2 separate regions of the Mus musculus genome follow, and region 1 is linked to region 2. The links are chromatin contacts, called in public HiChIP or PLAC-seq maps. All regions are on one chromosome and are shown on one strand. Each heading gives the region's core, a stretch centred on a gene start, on an enhancer-like site or on the middle of the called end of the contact. The rest is flanking DNA. Distances are from core to core; before and after follow the strand shown.

Region 1 (4,048 bases), core at 445-2,944, 340 kb before region 2:
AAACGAGATACGGAACTCACTTGCTTCCAAGGGCAACAACACTTACCAGGTAGACTGACCGACCCTGCCTAACTTCGGCTATTTTTCTTTTTCCAACCCAGGGTCTTGAGCACACCAGGCAAGCACTTGACTACTGAGAAACATCCATGGCTCTCCTAGTTTTCAGAGTCCAGGCCTCCCTAACTTGCTCAGGCCGACCTGGAACTCTAGCCCTGGCAGTTCTTGAACTCAAGATCCTCCTGTCTCAGCCTCCCCAGCAGCTCTGGTCACAGGCCCAGCAATCAGGCTACTACTTCGGCTACTTCTAGCTTTCCTAGTGCTCTGGACTTCTCGTGTGGAACTGAACTATACTGTCTCTGCACTTGCCAGGCTGTCTGACGTTGTAGAAACTCTCATGACTCTAGACGTTGCCAGCAGGTAGATGGACATTGGTAAGCCATTTATCCAACAGTGTCCATCCGCCTACAAATAATGAGAAACTGAGGGTGCAATTTCGGACTTACAAGATCTGCACTATAACCAACAAAGATAATGAAAAGTACTTTTTACTTTACAAAATGGTAAGTAAGGGCTTTCGATTTATTTTGAAAGATTCAAATCTAAGCTAGTTAGTTACAAGCCAGCTCTGCTGGTCAAGAGCAACAAATCAAATTCAATGGCAAGTCTAAAGGTACAAACAGCCATAAAATATACGCATTATTATTTATACCTGCTGCCAAAACAAGTACTTAACACACACACACATATGTGTGTGTATATATATATAAATATATACATACATATGTGTGTATATGTATATATGTATATACATACACACACACACACACACACACACACACACACACACATATATATATATATAGTGGAGTTGTGAAAGAGGGATTGAAAAGAAGTAAATTACTTTTGTAGAAATAACTCGGGTGAATTACTCCAAAGAGCAATACCAGCAGCCTAAAGCACAACGGACATTAAAACCGGAAAACAGCAAGACAGGGGCTACCCTAAAATGCCAAGTATAGCCAAAATGAACCCAGGGCAACATGCCACTCAGTAAAACAGGGTTACCAAGCCCTGCCCTTTCCATTTTCCAAGGTGTCCATAAGAATACAATAGAGTAACTCCCAAGTGCTAGGCTCTGCGAGTGTTATTCTACTTTGAGCCCTGGAAGGCGCGGCCCATGTAAAAGACTGGGTCAGGGTCAGTTCTGCTGGGTGCTGGCCTGGGAGACGGCGCAGGCTGAAAGCTCTGCACCATAGACGTGCCGGGCAAAGGGCACGACAGGGAAGGCCAGGGACCACAGAGACGCGGGCGTGCTCGGCTGTTCCCGCACACCGAGCCAGAGCGGGCGGCCAAGGCGCAGCGGGAAGGCCCGGGATGCGGTCACAAACCCGCGGGAGGGAGGCCCTACGCGCGCCCGTGGAGGGGACCCCACCTCCGGTGGCCGCCGCCGCGGGGTAGGGCCGCGCAGCCAGCCGAGCCTGGCGCAGCATCAGTGCCCGCTGTCGCTTCCGCTCCACGCTCGCGCGTACGGCGGCCGGCAGCTGCGCGGGCTCGTCCGCGGCCACGGGCTCAGGTGACGTCTGCTTTTCCTCGGCCGTCGCCATCGCCTACACACTCCGTAGGAAGGGAACGCGTATTGTTGGTGAACAGCGGAGCCACAAGTACCCGGCCCTACTCCATCACCAGGCAAGGAGAAGAGCTACGCATGCGCAGTCGAGGAGTCCTGGTGGAAAAGCCTATGAAGGGCGAGGCAGTACGCCTGCGCAGCCGAGGAGTGGTGGCGGAAGAGATGATAGTGCACTTGTTGACAAACAATCCGGACTAAGCGATGGGGGAGAATCAGGACTTTAAAGTCATCCCTGTGTTCCAGACCAGCCTGAGCTACATGAGACCCTGTCTCCAAAAGTAAAGAGAACATGGAAAAGAGCATTGGGAAAGAATGGCTGTGTGACAGCTAAAAAGCATGAGAAAACAGGAAGGCAACAGAGAAAAGTGGGACGTGGTATGAGCTCCAAACCCAGCTGCGGGCCATGGGTAGAGAGCCAAAGCCATAGCCACATGGAGAGCCAGACAGCCCCATGACAACAGACTGGCCATTCTATACACAAATGAAACCCTTGTTTTCATCCAGTGGGGGAAACGTGATGTGGCAGTGACTCCTCCTGTGTGAGCCATCTTTCCAAAGATGGCTTTGGAAAAGAAATGCACATTGTTACTCCCCGTGTTTTGGACCGATGTGCCAGGGGGCTTGTTCATAGCATAGCTGCTCCCGAAAACCAAAAGCTGGAATCTACCCAAATGTCCATCAACTTTTGAATGGCTAAACAATGCATAGTATTACCATACAATGAACTATTTTTCTTCAAACATGAGAAAAATGAAGCGCTGGTCCATGCTACGACATGACTGAACTTTGAAAATGTTACTCTAAGAGGAAAAAGCCATTCACAAATGCATATGTTTATGTGAAACTCACAGAATAAGCAAGCCCGCCATAACAGAAAGCAGTCCAGAGGTTCCTAGAGTTTGCAGCTAAGGAGTAACCAGGAGGAGATGCTCCTCTGTAGGTATGAGGCTGCCTCCTGAGGTGATGAGAATTCTAGAACTAGACACTCTTGATGATTGTGCAACTCTGTGGATGTATTTTCTGGCCAGAGCAGGGAATCTGAGCACCAGAATTATAAAGAACCCCACCTCCACCCCACCCCTGGGTAGCACCAAACCTTAAGTGGCAGCACCTGTGATGACCACCACAGTCTCTGCACATTTCTGGCTTGGTGGCTGAGGGAATGAGGTAACAGGATCTCCCCCAAAATAACCTCTGAGAGTGGCCAGTGCTCAGAATCCTCTCCCCCACAAAGCACCGAATCTGACAGGTTGCAGGGTGTGGCTCAGGTGCGTCCTGAGCCCCAGTGTTTTGAAACTCTTGGCAACTTGTTCTTCCTTTCCAGGTTAACTCCCTCTCCTTTGGCTCAGGGACTTTTTGTGATAGAGTTTCAGGTAACCAGGTCTGAACTGTGAGCTGGCGCCTCAGCTCAAAGCAGTCTCCCTCTTCAGAAAGGAAGAGTGCTCGCCCTCATCTGTACACTCCACTGGGTGACAAAGGCTACGGGTTTGCTCAGAGCAAAACACATGAGTCACTTGGTGGGGGTACAAAAGGAAAAAGGGCAGGGACAGCAAACCAGGGGCCCTGTCCTTGCCTCTTCCCATCCTGTCTCGAGGAAACCATGACTGTATCCACTTTCCCACATTATACCTCCTTCACCTCCCAGACTGACAGATCCTGACTAAACAAGGAAGCTGCGTAAAGGACAGAGAGCATTGAAACCCCAATGGAACTGAAGGAAAGTAGACTCTGAAAAAGGGAATCCAGGAAGATGGGGTAAGACACGGACAGAGGCCGTGCTCAGACTGTCTCTCTGTGTGCATGACTGGGCTGTTTTTCCTCTGATTCCCTGAGGTTTTGGCCCTTAAATGCAGTCACCTTGGCCATCACTGGCACCCACTCACAACAGAAGCATGTCTTTGAGCAGGTTTTCATGTCACTGAGAGCTCCCGGGCTGAGGACCCAGCACACAGCAATGAATTAGTCCTATTCTTCCTCTCCTGGAGCTTCCGGTCTAATCTGGTCTGGTCACATGACCACCTGTCACACTCTTATCTGAAAGGACTCTCTTCTCCACACCTTGAAGCTCTTTCTTGATATTTCAACTGGATATTCCTTCTTTGCTCTTCTGAAACTTATCCCTCGCCCTCAGCCCATCCCCCAACCAGCGCCATCCATCTTTAATGACCGATGGAGCTCTGAATGGGTACCAAATGCACTTGGGCTTAAGGCAGCATCCTCTGGCATCCGGGAACCAGGAGGGCTGGCCCAGAGTGGGCATCATCTGTCCAACTGTTGAACGTCCTTGCAGTCACCAGAAATCAATGAGGATACAACCCTGAGCAAATCGACAGATCCCTCCTCACACAGGCAATGTGTCCTAACTAGCTTTGCTCGGACCCAGTTCACGTGCTCTCCAATGTACCCATTTAAAGCAGTCTA
Region 2 (4,530 bases), core at 1,735-4,234:
AACGAGCTTCTAGTCTCTCCACCAGGGACTGAACTCCAGGCTTGGCAAGGGGACATCCACCTGCTGAGTCACTTCATTAAACCACTAACCCACCGCTGCACTGAATTCTTTTCCAGCAGAAGTGCCTGGGGCTCTGCCGGTGAGTAGTTTGCCCAAAGTCAAGTGATAAGATGCAGGGTGAGCAGAGCCTCTGGCCCTCTGCACCGCAGGCCTTTGTCAGGGATGCCACAGCCTGGATGCCTGGCTCCTATTTCTGTTTGTCTGCTTTTAGAAGTTGCTTTTTCTTTTTTTTTTTTTTTTTTTTTTTTTTGGTTTTTCGAGACAGGGTTTCTCTGTATAGCCCTGGCTGTCCTGGAGCTCACTTTGTAGACCAGGCTGGCCTCGAACTCAGAAATCCGCCTGCCTCTGCCTCCCGAGTGCTGGGATTAAAGGCGTGCGCCACCACGCCCGGCGAAGTTGCTTTTTCTAATACCTGGTTTGGGTCTCTTCCCTCCAAGGGGTAGCTATTTCCACCTTAGCCTTCTCTACAGCTGGTCTTCCACTTGGCACCTGGGCCTAACTCTTGAGAACAGGGGTGGGGATGGGGCCTGAACTTTTTTAAAAAAAGAATTATTTATTTTATGTATATGAATACACTATAGCTGTCTTCAGACACACCAGAAGAGGGTGCCAGATCCCTTTACAGATGGTTATGAGCCACCATGTGGTTGTTGGGAATTGAACTCAGGACCTCTGGAAGAGCAGTCAGTGCTCTTAACCGCTGAGCGATCTCTCTAGCCCTCGGGGTCTGGACTCTTAATCAGCCAAGAGTAATAATACTAAGGCATGTCAATTTCCAGGGGAGAGCTGGAAGCTCAAGGAGGCTGGCAGGCGTTATGAGCTCTAGAGGAAGAATAAACCTAGGTCCTAGTCCTCGCTCTACAGCCATGTGCTCAAAATCTGTTTCCTCCATCGCAAGCAGGTTTGCTGTGTGGAGTAAATGAGATCAGAGTGGCTGGCCAGCCGCACATGCTCAGTGCAGGTCACTTTGCCATGTTAGCATCCAACAAGCATTTGCCGCAGTGGTAAATGGGGGCAGGGAAGGGGGTCAGCCTTGGCTTCAGCTTCCACATACTCATCATCTGGGACATCTAAGCCACCTATTGCTCAAGCTGGCCCAAGGATACCCTAGCTCTCTGGTTTAGGATCTCCACCTCCAGCCACTGGAATTTCTGTCTCCTGATCCCATGAAATTCTATTTACCCTTCAAAGCGCTTCCTTGACGGTTACTCCTGTGCTCAAACTCCGCCCGCCCAGACCTGCGCTGCACGCTCGCCCTCGCGGCTTCCCACCTGCACGCGCACAGCCTCCTCCTCGGCCAGGCCCACCGGGTGGCGGCGGTACGCACCCAGAACCCGGCAGAGCGCCCACACGGAGCGGCCACAGCGGCGACAGAAGAGCTCATGTCCACCCAATGGCACTTCCCTGGGGAAGTGCTTGCGTGGCTTCCTGCCCCAAGTTCTATTTTCTGGCTCTCACTGGCCACCACCCTGGGCTCCCTAGTATGATATGTAGTACATTGCAGTGCTACTATCCTACCCCTGACCAACCAGGCAACTAACTCATCCAGATGCGGCGAGGATCTGATTTCTGACTTGGCTCACGGTACAAGCCATGGCGCTGAGTGCTGAGTATGTGCTTGATGAAGGAATGGCTCTGTGGATAGACAGAGGAAGGGTGCCTAGGTTGACGCATAGCCTTGGGTCTCCGAGTAGCAGCATTTGAGGATCCTTATTAGCAGTCATTTCACAGTTGCTGAAGGATGGTTCTGGAAGCAGGGGCAGGACTCCACTAGTCAGACTGTCCTCCCTCAGGCCCAATTCAGATTGGAGTTGTAGTCTTGTCAAGGGTGGTTAAGTCAGGAGAGAGCAGAAAGGAAGGTGCTTTGGGCAGAATTACAAAGACTTCTTGGAGATAAACATAAAATCAGCCCCGGGGGTTCAGAAGGTTCTGGCTAGCTTGCCTTCCTCAAATGCAGAGAGGAGAATAGATTCTGCAGAGCCAGGGCAGCCGGCTGGGGGTCCTGCTTTCTCGTTATCTATAGAAGATAAGGCTGTGATTAACAAGCCTCTTCCGTGGGTGGGGTGGGAGAGGGGACAGTGGTGTATTTGCATAGGGGGAGGAGCCGGATTCAAGGCAGGAAGAGGGACCTTATTGACTTAGCAAAACAACATAGGCCATCAGGTCCCAGTTCAGAATGGCCTTTTATGAACTCCAGGGTCCAGAGACATTTCCAGGCTTCATGGAACACACGCATACATACAGTTTTCTTTTTCTACAATCTGGTCTTTTGAGATAGTCTCTCTACATATCACAGGTTGGCTGTAAACTCCCAATTTTCCAACTTCATCCTCCCCTGTGCTCTGTTAGGCGAACGTCCCTCCCGCGTCCTTGACTCTGGTTGGGGAGTTGCCCTAGCAGAAGCGGTAAAGAACGTGTGAGTACTAACCAGCTTGAGCCTCCTGTACCCCAAGCCAATCTTGGGAAGCTTCGCTGGTGGTTTGAGCAACTTTTGCACTTCCATAGGGTTCTGCCTCCCGATCCTACTGTCTACTATCTAGAGGACCTCAGGGTCCCCCTTTAGTTTCCCTGTCCTAACGGGATTTGACCCTCCTTTGACGGTTACTCTTGTGCTCAATCTCCGCCCGCCCAGACCTGCGGTGCACGCCCTCGCGGCTTCCCACCTGCACACGCACAGCCTCCTCCTCGGCCAGGCCCACCGGGTGGCCGCGGTGCGCACCCAGAACCGGGCAGAGCGCGCACACACAGCGGCCGCAGCGGCGACAGAAGAGCTCAGCCGGGCGTTCGCTGTGCTCCGGACAGCGCCAGCCATACGCCCCGTCGGGCTGAAAGGGCGCCCGCGCCTCGGTAGTCTCGCTCGCCATTCTCAGTGGCAACCGCTGTTCTCTGTGCAGTGTGGTCGGGTTGGGTTGGTGCAGAAATCGAAACCTTGCTCGGGGAGGGGCGGGGCGGGGCGGGGCGGGCGACCCAGCTCCCAGTGGCAAACTGGAGGGGCGATGACCTGCTGGAGAGTTGATGCTTGGTCCCACCTAGTGCTGGATCCGCGGCACAGCATCCTTCCACTCTTTCTCACCTTGAGGAGGAGGAGGTCACTATAGATAGGAACGCGGGTGCTTGCACTGATGGGCTCACTGGAAGGTTGGCTTCCCGCTTGTTGATGATGTTGGGCTTCTGGCAAACTGCGGAGGTGCGTAGTAGGTGGTGTGGCCTGCCCAGAGGGCCTACATTTTCTACACCTCATTTTGTTCTTTTCCTGTAGTGCTTCCTCCCTATGGTCAGCCATGTGGGGGCAGGTGGGGGTGAAGTTGGAACATACTTCCAAGAAGCCCCAATTATCTTCAGGCTAAAACTTCAAAGCCCCAGGCCCTGAAGATGTTCTGATTTCTCTTGCCTTGATGGGTGAATGACCCACCCTGTTTCTAGCCGGGGCATTTTGCAGTTCTTGCTTAAGGTATAGCTGCTGCTCACTGTCCCCCAATCACATGGAGGTGTGGCTTATCTCCTTCTTCAGGAAGCGTCCATTCTCCACCCACAGCCGCCTGACCACCCTGCCCCATCCTGCCCCTCACGAATTCTCTCAAACACAAGTGGAAGCACTTCAAGGGTATTCGGACCTTACTGACCAGTTTGCCAACCTGGTCCGGTATCATCTGGTCCAGACACCTAGTGCTAAATTGGTACTTGTAGAACGAATTAACAAAAAGGAAATCGCCAAGCATTGCAATATCGAGTCTGGTGTTATTATTTATTATTATTTTGGTTGAGGCAGAGTCTTAGACTCCTTTGCCCAAGCTGGTCTGGAATTTTCAATCTTCCTGCCTCAGCCTTCCATGAACTGGGATTACAGGCAGGAATTACCACCCACAGTAGATTGTCATATTCTTACATTGCACGATTCTGTGTCTATTTTAACTTTTATTTCTTAATTATTTTTTTATTTACTTTTTTACAAAGGTACAAGGAATTTAAGAAACATTCAAACAATCACTCAAACGGCTTCAGGCACGGTTTCATATGAAAAGCATAGGTCCGTATCTTGATTCCCGTTTCCCTCTGGGATACAACCTCAAGTTTTGTTCTAGGAAGCAGAATTATTGTAGAGCTAAGGTGGGTACAAGCTCATCTCCAAGCGTTCTCCCTCATTCACACAAAGTTCCTGAGTCATCAGAAAGAAAGCTCCCAAGGCAAGAAGGAAGGAGCCGAGGGCGGCTTTGCTGCTTGGGTGGTCACTGTGTCAGGGGGCAGTGTTGCTCCATTAGCCCAAGAACATAAAAACATAATCTTAAAAAAATATGACAAAATCTTCAAAAGAAAAAAAAGATGACAAATATCCCTCTCCCTTGCTATGAAATAATTTAAATAATTTATTCTAGATGTAAAAAAAAACCCAACAGAACAAGAAACAACATATAATTTTGTTCATAGCCACCTGTGACCTGTTCCTGAATGTGAGGTCTGGGTCTGGGTCCC

What was found. HiChIP or PLAC-seq counts read pairs in DNA pulled down with a chosen protein or histone mark.
Region 1: an H3K4me3 HiChIP or PLAC-seq map of the 230-238 cell line shows a contact between it and region 2, with 12 read pairs. The contact joins the promoter of Xpa here to the promoter of Trim14 in region 2. A contact is called at or near these places in 6 of 39 promoter capture datasets (embryonic stem cells, hematopoietic stem and progenitor cells, hippocampal neurons and 3 more), 6 of 484 Hi-C or Micro-C datasets (the Ba/F3 cell line, the N1E-115 cell line and embryonic stem cells), 2 of 115 datasets of contacts at active chromatin or transcription factors (the 230-238 cell line and pancreatic cancer cells) and 1 of 9 other capture datasets (liver).

The regions. Positions count from the first base shown.
Region 1 is chr4:46,194,617-46,198,664 of GRCm38.p6, forward strand. It overlaps Xpa (xeroderma pigmentosum, complementation group A), which reads right to left and starts at 1,695. Exons shown (of 6, transcript NM_011728.2): 1 at 1,433-1,695. The coding sequence starts at 1,604.
Region 2 is chr4:46,533,157-46,537,686 of GRCm38.p6, forward strand. Trim14 (tripartite motif-containing 14) reads right to left here and starts at 2,985. Exons shown (of 6, transcript NM_029077.4): 1 at 2,724-2,985. The coding sequence starts at 2,924. It overlaps Coro2a (coronin, actin binding protein 2A), which reads right to left. Exons shown (of 12, transcript NM_001164804.1): 12 at 3,781-4,530. Gm16731 (predicted gene, 16731) reads left to right here and starts at 2,745. Exons shown (of 4, transcript NR_151695.1): 1 at 2,745-2,907; 2 at 4,015-4,167.